Linked DNA regions of Mus musculus: region 1 is linked to region 2. Evidence: chromatin contacts called from public Hi-C data. All regions are on one chromosome and are shown on one strand. The core of a region is the stretch at or near the end of the contact, and the rest is flanking DNA. Distances in the headings are between cores, read along the strand shown.

The links. A called contact is a pair of places that touch in the nucleus more often than the background predicts.
Region 1: a contact with region 2 is called in a Hi-C map of cortical neurons, with 2.7 times the contacts expected there. The contact joins the enhancer-like site here to the promoter of Rnf122 in region 2. A contact is called at or near these places in 4 of 39 promoter capture datasets (the 3T3-L1 cell line, cranial neural crest, hippocampal neurons and 1 more) and 2 of 484 Hi-C or Micro-C datasets (both in cortical neurons).

What each region holds. Positions count from the first base shown.
Region 1 is chr8:32,211,912-32,217,102 of GRCm38.p6, forward strand. It overlaps a transcript of Nrg1 not described here. Among named protein-coding and RNA genes, the nearest start is that of Gm22140, 28 kb to the left of the region's middle. Within about 2 kb of position 3,385, at least 16 of the 459 cell types and tissues checked have an H3K27ac peak or open chromatin away from gene starts, as enhancers often do. A contact at or near this core is called in cortical neurons, where this site is marked.
Region 2 is chr8:31,107,305-31,113,109 of GRCm38.p6, forward strand. Rnf122 (ring finger protein 122) reads left to right here and starts at 4,523. Exons shown (of 6, transcript NM_001368375.1): 1 at 4,523-4,868. The coding sequence starts at 4,844. It overlaps Gm40484 (a long non-coding RNA gene), which reads left to right. Exons shown (of 2, transcript XR_870300.1): 2 at 1,587-1,921.

The sequences.
Region 1 (5,191 bases), core at 2,135-4,634, 1.1 Mb after region 2:
TCTGAAGTGATTACTCAGTGTGTAAAGTGCTTTGGGGGCTATGAGATCACTTGCGGAGCTATCAACCCCATTTAAAATATATCCAGTGAGAACTTCTGTCCTCACTGTTTCCAGCCCGTGGAAATCGTTATCGGGGGATGTGGTAGAGAAGAAGAAATGAAACAAAACAAGGATGCGAAAACCACCACTGTCTAAGCTTTTTCATTAGTTTTAAACATGTTCTAATGCCTGAGCCACACGAGGTTAAAAAGAAGGTGAAAATGATGTTGGTAGAACCCAACAGCATTAGTTACCCTTCTGGTGAGGTGTCTAAAGGCATAAGAGAACCCCAAAATTTAGAACACTTTTGACTCCCTCGAGAGATCATTATCAATGTAAGTTATAAAGGCATATTGTCAAACTTGGAGGCAGGGTGAGCAACAGTCAGGCTTCCTTGGTGATTTATGAGGCCATTTTGAAATTGGCTCACGGGTTGAATTTGAAAAAGCAAGGAGCACAGCTTCATTTAATTGGCAATACTCTAATGGAGGTTGTGTCTTTCTTGGGTATCATCAAACTTTGGTTACTTAAAATGACATAGAATATCAGTTACATAGGATATTATTAGAAAGAACCATTTTTTTTCTGAGAATTAACACATTGATGACTTTTGCTAATAACACACACACACACACACACACACACACACACACACACACACACACACAGAGGATTTCCATATCTTTTAGGAAGGAAATTGCTTCCCAATTCAAACAAGCAAAAGCAAACAATGCAATGCAGGGGTGGGGGTAGGGGGAAAGCAATGAAACTTGCTACGGTAAACATATTCTCTCAGGGTAATGCAGCGATGTATCACTAGTGTGAATTGCCTGTAAGCCAGAGATACAGATTGCTGGTAATACTATCAACAAGGATACTCAAGAAATTCCAAGGCAAAAACCACACACACATATGCCAGAGATGTATGAGTTTGACATGCATTTTGTAGCCATATGCACATAGTCAGGGACAAACTGATTTCCCAACCAGATAGTAACAAGACTGGCTTGGAAAGTGTTTCAGAAGTTGATAGCATGGACTGATAATGATAGTAATGACTACAGACATTCATTTTTGAGCATGCAGAGAATAGAGAAAGGCCCATGCTATTCCTTCAAAGCCATAATCACTTGCTAGGTCCACTGACATTTGTCATGGAAAAAAAAATCCTAACAGCACAATACGGGCACACACCAAAGTTTTTGCTTTACAATTGAGAGAAAAAGCTTGGTTTCTGTCTTACAACTCTCAAGTGGCAGGATTAGAACGGGCTTCTTTCACAAATACCATTCTTTCCCTCCGGGGGGTTGGGAGGGGCATAGCCAGATATTATGCTCTGTAAGTGAAGTGGCCATTCATGGGTAGTCTGTGGGAAAATATTACTTCACATGAATATTAATTGAATATCTATATGAATAGACATAGGTAAACCTCTAGAATAACAAGGGCATAAAAAATAGGCACGATGTCAAAGCATTTCTAATTTCCTTCATTACTCCTTGGCGGTTGTGTAATTTACATAGCCCTCTTTAAACCTGCCTGTGTCCTTTCCTGAGTATAATAGGTTCCATGATTTGCTATGTACTAAATAAATCGTATATCCTTTACTTTAGCACAACAACAGAAAGCTGAGATGCGACAAAACAAAAGAGCACCTCCTTTGAGGTTCATGGGTGTCATCTGGGATGATCAAATAGCACAGAAGTCCACACCCTCTGTTAACTTGCTCCATAGTTCAGGAGCATCCTCTTTCCAGTCGCTGTTCCCTGCTGGAGCACTCCCCGATTATGATACTTCGTACACACGGAAAGAAGACACTCTTTCCTGCCTGTTCATGAAGTTTATTGAGTCTCCTCTGCTTCTCACAGAGGTGGTTGGATTTAAGACTCCATATACTTTGTGCAGTCCAGGAATAATTCCCAAGTGCATCCCCACAGACACACTACAAACTTTTGCACGGCTTTCATCTTCTGAGATTGGCAGGCGAGGAGTTCACTCTTATGAGATGACCAGGGTGTGACTGGTCCTGTCTCCGCCATGTCTCTGGAAGCACCTGCCCTCCCACCCCCGTTTCTTCTGCTTTGTCACATCAGGGAAGGCATACCAAGAGAACACCTTATGGTTCTCCTGCCAGCATCATCTCTGCTCACTCTCAGAGAATCAAAGTAGCTTTTCGGCGGGTATCAGCCTAGGGGTTTTCTGGGACCTTGAACTTTTCACCTCTGTGTGCAGCATCAGTGATGGCAGGCAGCCTCGGCTCTTCACTCTTGCCCTGTCTCAAGTGAGGAAGGTGTTACACAACCCTGGCCACCTGGCCCACTTCCCTTACTCTGAGTCAGATGAACTTTACTCTACTGTTGACACGAAATAGTGAAATCAGTCACGAAGCCGGGGGTTTAGAGTCAGGAAAAGGCAGCTGAACAGAAGGTGGCTGACTTGACATTGGTGTGAATGGGTACAAAGCTGTATACGGAACTGTGGAGTGATGTTTAGCTTCCTTCTCAGCCCATCATAGAACGGGGCAAGACTTCTTCGAGTAAATCAGTGAATACTACATTCTCAAAGGACAGAATGCAGTAAGAATACCATATGAAATGCTAAGATTTAGGGCAGGGAGAGCTTTGAACCAGGAACAAGGATACTGGGATCTCCTACTTGCCGTGAACCAACTGGCTGACTTGGATGGGTTCCTTAACCTCCAAGAGTCAATGTCTCCTTCTGCTAAAGAATTCATAGGAGTCTTAGTGGCAGAGGGCTGGCCGGCTCTGAAATAGATGCCTCTAAAAGGAACTCAGGATAATTTTGTCAGAATGTATTTCAGATCCATCTTGGTAAGATTTTGGATTGTCATCAAATGTATAAAATATAAAAAACTTGAAGAGCAAGAGAGGGAGAGAGAACAAAAAAAAAAAACCACTAATGAAATTATAGGAATTACTTCATCGCTCGTCAAAAAGTCTCCTGTAATTGCAAGCATTACTGCACTCCAAATTTTTACATCTTGCTTTCAGACAGATTAAAGTCTCAGTCTTAAGCTCCAGAGAAATTCTCAAACTTATCATTTCTTAAAGCTGCCCACACCCTTAGCTCTTCCCAAGTACTTAGAAATGCCAAACCTCACCAGAATTGCAAAAGGGTTTATTTCTGTGCTCTCTAAGGAGTGAATAATCCAGCTGTGTCCTTCAGTATAACCTTGGGACTCGTTTCTTCTTCTCCTCTTCTCAGTTCTTTTTGTGAAGAGCAGATGCCTCAGAGAGAGAGAGAGAGAGAGAGAGAGAGAGAGAGAGAGAGAGAGAGGTGCCTAAGTCCCTGACAAGAAATGCAGCATCTCCTCACTTACGTCCGCATAGCACCCTCTACTGCTTCAGGGAAAGCAGGCTTCACAACTGCTAACAGTTACCCAGCTAAGCTGTAGCAGGCAACAATCTCCACAGCACCTCTTCCTGAAGGAGATAATTAAGGTTGGGAGAGGCCTTATCTATTCTCATTCCTGCCTTTTGTTGTGCTCTGCAGTTTTAAGCTGGCTGTCCTCATGATTTCTAACTCTTGTATCAAAACAACTGCAGGGAAAAAATTTAAAAATGATAGGTTATTAAATCAGAGCATTTGAGGTCTCTGCTTTAATTTTTAATCAAGGAGAGGAGGCTGTATCTTTCTCAACGATGAGCATCTGGTATCTTTAATAGAAAACTTGTGCAGAACATAAGAAAGTCGTCTTCCTTGCCTTTCCTTAAATGATGCCTATGTTCTGATTATGATCCCCAAAGAACACGCTTAAAATGCACATCTCTGCCTGTTCATACATACTTACTCTGGGGCATCTTGATTCCCAGAGCCAATAACATATTAAAACTCAAATCTGAATGCTGGGGAAAAAAATCATTTCTTACGGTGAAGCTTCAAATGCCAGTCCCTTCTTCCATTCCAGATAGCTCTGTTTTTCCCACTGAGGAAATATGTTTACAGACTTCTACAGAGAAAGAGAACGCATCATTCCCACTAATTCAGCTGACTAGCGGAGGGAAATATTTGTTTAGAATTAAAAAAAAATAGGCTAGTACTTTTATTGCAAACAGAATTTACCACTTTGTACAAATAGGGCACGATTCGCCTGACTCACACCAGGGGTTACCCTATTTGTGACTTTCTACTTCCATTCATTCAGGGGACCCAATACTCTGTTTGGGAATATTATTCTAGAAGTTTCTCTTTTAGAATATCTTTTGCCCTTGCAAGCCTGAACAGTCTGTTTCAGATACAACTGTCTCAGAAAGATTCCACTAAATCATTTAAGATTCCTAATGTGTTTGAAAGAGGAGCGCTGGCAATCCCAGTAAGCCTGTGATGAGTGGAGTTTCAAGCCTCAGATCAAAGTGAGGTAAAGAGAGGGTGATGTTGGGTGCCACACTTTTGGCTAGGGACCTTGCATAACATTGCTCTGAAAAGCCAATGCCCTACCTGGAAAGAAAGGAGAAAGGAATTGCTTGTCTTTTCCAAGTCAGAAAAAAAGAGGTAAAATTTGCCTCCCTGCTACCAGGTCTCTCAAGGAATCTGCATTTGCCAAAGCCCAGGCCAGGCTTTTCTTAGGGCTCTCTAACCCCAAGATGGAGCGTCCTTCACAGAAGTTCCAGGATGAAAATGGACGGATGCCCCAGTGCCTCCACAACCTTCATTGTCAAGATTGCTGTGTATTTCTGCTCTGACTCTTCTATGTCGGCTTACAGTCTTCTTTCAGATTTGTCCACAGTGGCTTTCTATATTCTGCACCCTCCAGGGAAACACAGACCACATAAAGGATGTCAGTAAAGCTGGAATTGAAATGGCACATTTAACCCCTTGGCTCAATGGCAAATGCAGTCTTGATTCACTTGTACATGGTTTCTTTGGTTTGATGAGTGTATCAAGTCCATGCATTTCCCAGATACTGTTATCTATGTCAGGACTGACTCTTTCATAGAGATCAACAAACAGATATATACAGCATTGCAGTGTAAGAATGGGTACTGTCAGGTGTGGGTCACCAACACATGAGGTGGCAGGGATTTAACAGTAAGCAAAATTCCTGGGCCTTTACAAAGCATTTATATCATAGGATGGAAAGTTGATTAGGAAACAGGCATTTTCCTAGTCTATGACTCAAGGTTTATGGCAG
Region 2 (5,805 bases), core at 3,273-5,772:
ATCATAAGGTGGTTTATATCCCAGGGGCTGTAGGCAGATGATCTTGTTGATTGTGTGTGTGTGTGTGTGTGTGTGTGTGTGTGTGTGTGTGTGTGTGTGTTGTTTTGTTTTGTTTGCGGGGCTTTTTTTCTGCTGTTTGTTTGTTTGGAAACTGTCTTTCAAAGTACTTCCTGGCTATCCTGGAACTCACTATGTTGACCAGGCTGTCTTTTAAATCTACCATTTCCTTTGCTATGCCAAAGGTCCTTAGTTTGATTTAATCCATAGGTGTGGTTTTGTTGTTGTTGTTTCTTTGATACAGGGTTCCTCTGTATAGCCCTGGCTGTCCTGGAACTCACTCTGTAGACCAAACTGGCCTCGAACTCAGAAATCTGCCTGCCTCTGCCTCCCAAGTGCTGGGGTTAAAGGCATGCACCACCACTGCCCCGCTTGTAGGTGTGTTTTTGCTTCTGTGGCCTTTGGAGTTTTATCTAAAGAAGCACACACAACCCCCCCCCTCAACCCCCCATCCCCCCCGCAATATCTTGAAGTATCTCCCTAGTGTTTTTCAATAGTCAGATTATAGTTCTAGGATTTTTGTTGTGTTGTGGGATTTTTGCTTTGTTTTTCCTGACAGGGTTCCCACCCGGTAGCCCAGGCTCCACACCCAGCTTTGGATTTCAGGCATAATAATTAGGTCTTTGATTCATTTTGAGTTGTTTTGGAGTTTGGTGTTGAGGAGAGCTAGGGACCCGTCCTTCTTCGTACCCAGTTTGCCAACACTGTTTATTGACTGCCTCTTCTCCACGCTTGTTCTTAGCACTTCTGTCAGAAGCCAGTTGGCACATGAGTACAGATCAGTTTCTGAAGGACCAACCTATGAAAATGTCCAAGGCTAAAGTGTTTTCATTGCAAGCCCCCATCTGAGGCCCTGAACTGTTGTCACATTTTCAGGACGGAGGTGAACAACTTGCCTCAGGAGAACTTGCTGGAAGCTTGAAAAAGCATGCATAGACGTATAAATTATAAACCGGACTGAATGGAGGTGGGGGTGGGGTGCATGGCTTTAATCCCATCACTCAGGACACTGAGACAAGCAGATCTCTGAGTTGGGGGCCAGCCTGCTCTACAGAGCGAGTTCTAGGACAGCCAGAGCTACATACAGAAACCCAGTCTGGGAAAAAAAAGAAGGAAAAACTATAAATTATAGATAGAACACATGGTCCTGCGGTAGCACAGTTCTTGTGAGTGCAATGTGGGGTATTCAATGCTCAGCTCTGCCTGCTGTCTATAGGAGCACCTGTAGCTATCCTGCCTTCTCAGTGTTTTCCCAAGGAAGCTCATTTTAGCCTGAAGGGGAATGGGTTGTGAAGGAATTTCTCCCTTCCTGTCACCTTTCCCTTCAAAGGCTTTTGCCTCTTTCACAACAGAATGAAAATAGGATCAACACCTGACCTGGATGGTGAATACAAATTCCCATCTCTCTCTAGGAAAAGCTATGCTCACTTGGAGCTTGTTTTTCTTTTTCTTTTCTTTTTTTTTTAATTATTTATTTATTATATGGAGCTTGTTTTTCAATCAGGATTACTCCCCCCCCCCCTTTGTAGTTTTAGGTCACAGCAAAACAGACAGGAAGCCTCAGAAGATTCCCACATACTTCCTGCCTCAACTCATGCACAGCGTCCGCCATGACCACCCCCACCGAAAAGATGGATGTCTTACAACTGTTTAATTTACACAGACACGGTGGGTCCGCCCCACTCAATCCCAATTCGGGAGGCAGAGGTAGGTGGATCTCTGTGAGTTCAAGGTCAGCCTGGTTTACAGAGCAAGTCCCAGGCTATTCGGAGGTGATGGCAAAAAAAGGAATTGGAAGCCCACCTGGCCTTAAATAGCCCAACACACAAACTTTCGTGCACCAACTCACTTACACACACACACACATACACACACACACACATTCTCTCTCTCTTTCTCTCTCTCTCTCATACACACACACACATGCACACCACACATCCACTCCCTCTCATATATCTAATTTTTCATATACACACACATATGCACACATACTTACACACTTTCTGTTTCTCTTTCGAATACACATGCACACTAACACACACACAGAAAGATTAAAACAAAATCAGTCAAAAAAGAAGACACTGAGATGACTCAGGGAGTATAAGTTTGCTTGCTGCCAAGCCTCACAAACTGAGTTTGAGTCCCAGGACTCAAATGTTGTTCGAAGGAGAGAAGGACGTCCACAACTCTCATGCAGTGGCACGGATGGCATCCCCTCAGTTAAAAACAAAACAGAACATAACAGAACTTTTGTACAAGAAAAGCTGAGAGCTGCCAGGCTGGTGACCAGCACTCAGGGAAGGCAAGCATCCAGAAGACAGGCAGCGGCTGGCTGAAGAGCTATGAACGGTACACAGAGCTGCAAGCACCACAACCCAGGAGAAGTGAAGAGGCAAAGGCAAGAATCAGAAGGATACATGAGAAGAGGAATTCTTGATCAGTATCAAATCAGCATACTAATTTCTCTCCACAGCTGCAGGGTTGGTACAGGGAACAAGGCACATCAGAAGTAGGTGGATCTCTGTGAGTTCAAGGCCAGCCTAGTGTTCTGGAGCACTTTTTCGCCCCCAAGACAGGGTTTCTTTGTGCAGTCCTAGCTGTCCTGGAACTCACTCTGTAGACCTGGCCTCTGGAGCACTTTGGTGGAGCACGCCTTTAATCCCAGCACTTGGGAGGCAGGCGGATTTCTGAGTTTGAGGCCAGCCTGATCTACAGAGTGAGTTCGAGGCCAGCCAGGACTGCACAGAGAAAACCTGTCTCAAAAACTCAAAACCATCCAAACAAACAAACAAACAAAACAATATCTGGGCTTAAGCTCCAGAGTTAGTAAATGTCACATTTCTCCCTGGGGCTCTAAAGTGGAGGGGGTGGGGTTTAGGGGAGGATCCGAGAGGCCTTTAGAAACCCTTTGCAGTGATCCCACTAAGACAGCCAGGCGGTGGTGCCACATACACAACTCTCAAGAGACAGAGGTAGTCAAACCTCTATGTTTGGGGTTAGCCTGGCTACATAGTTAATAACCCCTGTTTCATAACAATAACAACAACACCTAGAAATTTGATCTGTACACGACACTGCCCCCACTAAATTGATGAACTACAGTGAGCCTTCCATATTGTTAAGTTACACAAATATTGGGGGGTGGGGGGTATGCAACTTGATGTTAAGGGAAGTACGGTGTATATGCAAACACCACAATCACCGTCCACAAAGGCCTTCTGGATTTGGAGACTATCCGACCATCCCCAGAGATAAGAAGATTGCATTTGTTCCAGCAGCCCTGAGATGCAGGTCAGGATATTTGATACTTTAACGACTGTGCTTGGAAATGGCAAAACATTCATTCGCATGCATTAGCTCGCTCAGGGGCCAGAGACTCAGTTCCAACAAATCAATAGTGGGATGATAAGTCCTGACAAAGGAAGAGCAGGCCGTTTTGCTTGCTTATTTGTGGGTCTACTCAACACACTGCTTCTGAACGTGGCTGTGGCGCCTTGCACCGGGGTACTTTCAATGATACTCTATGCACTGATGGTAATACTTTCTTTTAAGTGGAAAGATAAACAAAAGCATACATAAACAAGCCTGAGTATGGTGGCACAGGCCTTTCATCCTAGCACCCTGGAGACAGAGGAGGGCAGATCTCTGGAGTTGGAGGTCAGTTAGGACCAAATAGCTTTCCATTAGCAAAATAATAAACATATAAAATAAACTATGCAATGTCATCCAAAATAAATAATACTACATGGAGATTTGAGATCCCCCCCCCCCTTCATCCCCTGTCCATTCAACACCGAAGCAAGACCCCTGTCCCGGCCATTGACAAAGCCAGTTTCCGGGTTTTCGCCACAGTCTAGGAGATTGGAATCCTGGCACGGTATGGCCTTCAGCTTTAGGCCTTATTCTTGTTTGTAAAAGAAGGCTCTGTCCTGAAGTGATGTGAGAACAATAGCCCTTTGAAGATGGAGTTTTGAGTTTCATCTGCTTTGCCCTCTTTGCCTCAGTTCTCTCCTTTCGCGGTGGGTCTGGGAATGCGCTAGCTGCCACGCATAACCAGGTCTAAAGGCGAAGGACAAGTGGAACCAACTCCCAGGACTGCCTTCTACAGAGCTATAGAAATTCGAGACAGACACGGATCTGTAGGCGGAAAACAAAAGTGGCACTAATCCTCGTGTCATTCCACCACCATAGCCCTCCCCGCCCGGGTCCTAGGAGGCGGCGATCTTCGCCCCCTGCAGGCGTCGCCTCTCACGCCGTTCTGCAGGCTAGGGACTCCCCAGGTCTGGCTAGGAGGCGGGGTAGGAATCTACCCAGAAAAAAGCTCCCCTGTCCAGAGGGTAAACTGGCTTGTAAATAATACCCCAGGGCAGGAGAAAGGCTCCCATTGGCCGGAGGGCAGGTGACGAAAAGGGGGCGGGCTCCCGGGAGGGAGCAGTCCTAGGGAGGGGGGTGTGAGCCGTGCGGTGTCAGTTTTCGGAATCCCAGCGCGCACTGCTCAGCGCAGTGGGACCCAAGCCCGGCTTCGTGTCCTGGCTACTGCCTTCTCGGCCGGGCATCCCGGCTCTCTCGGCTGCCCTCCCGGCCCGGGCCCTCGGTAGGGCTTCGCTCCGAAAAGACTTTGCTTCCTCCTCTGCCCTCTTTGTTGCTCTGCAAACCGGCCTCTCTGTAACCCTTGACTCCACTCCTCCGGGAGTTGCATCTCCATCCCGGCGGTCTCAGTGCACAGCCCCTCCAGCTCCAACACCTTGCCTCGGTTTGCTCCCGGAAGCCGACCTTGACTTCATTGATGCACCCATTCCAGTGGTGTAACGGTGAGTCCCTGGACCGGTGGGAGAACAGGGACCGCGCAGGTTCAGGTCCTGAGCCGAGTTTCCCGGTGTCTGGGACGGCCCAGAAGGCGTCCTGGCGCCCTGCTGGGCTCTGCACAGCGCGCAGTTAGAAAGATCCCATTCACTTTGTTGGGAATAAAGGGGGTCTGGAAGCGAGTGGAGGGCCAGGGGCGTGTGAGCCGAGTCTTCCCGGCCTTTGTATGGCGGTCCATCTCTTCTACCCCTTCGCCTGCCTTTGTGCGCTCTCAAACTCTGTTCTTTGTTGTGGTGGTTGGAGAATTAAATCCGCGCTCGGGCTAGGATCTCCTAGAGGGAGCTCAAGTTCCGGTTCTGAAACTTTGCAGGCTATTTTAAATATGTATACAGTGCAGCGTGCGGGACAAGGCGCGGGGTGACTTTCTTTTTCTTTGTTGGTTTTCACTGGCTCCTAGGGGCCAGACGCTGGATTAAAAGAGCGTCGCTTTACTGAATAGATAAAGCCTTGCAGAAAGAAAGCTGGGCCCCCAGCTCAGGGCTGGCCTGGCAAAAGCTTTGCTTTCTGGCAATAAGGCCAGACCCTGGGGTCTGCTTTCAGCCTAGGTGGTGACGGTACCTTCCAGCACAGCCAGCCACCCACCACCAACCGCTTCCCACACCCCACCGCGTGATGATGCTAAATTAGTTCATCTGAGGCTTTGGGGCAGCTCAGGTGTTACAGGTTAGAAAGCGGGTCTGGATTTCCTGTCTAGGCTACCTGTTGGATCTTTCTGAGCCAAGTCTTCGATGTTAATACCACCCACCCTTCCCCCAGAAGTACCCAAAATCTTGATCACTTTTTCTAGGCAAGTTGGCGAGGTGGAAAGAAGCTAACTTTTTTTTTTTTAAGTTTTTTGGTATGGCAGTCTGGTTGCTTGTGAAAAATCCATTCTTAAGTAGACTT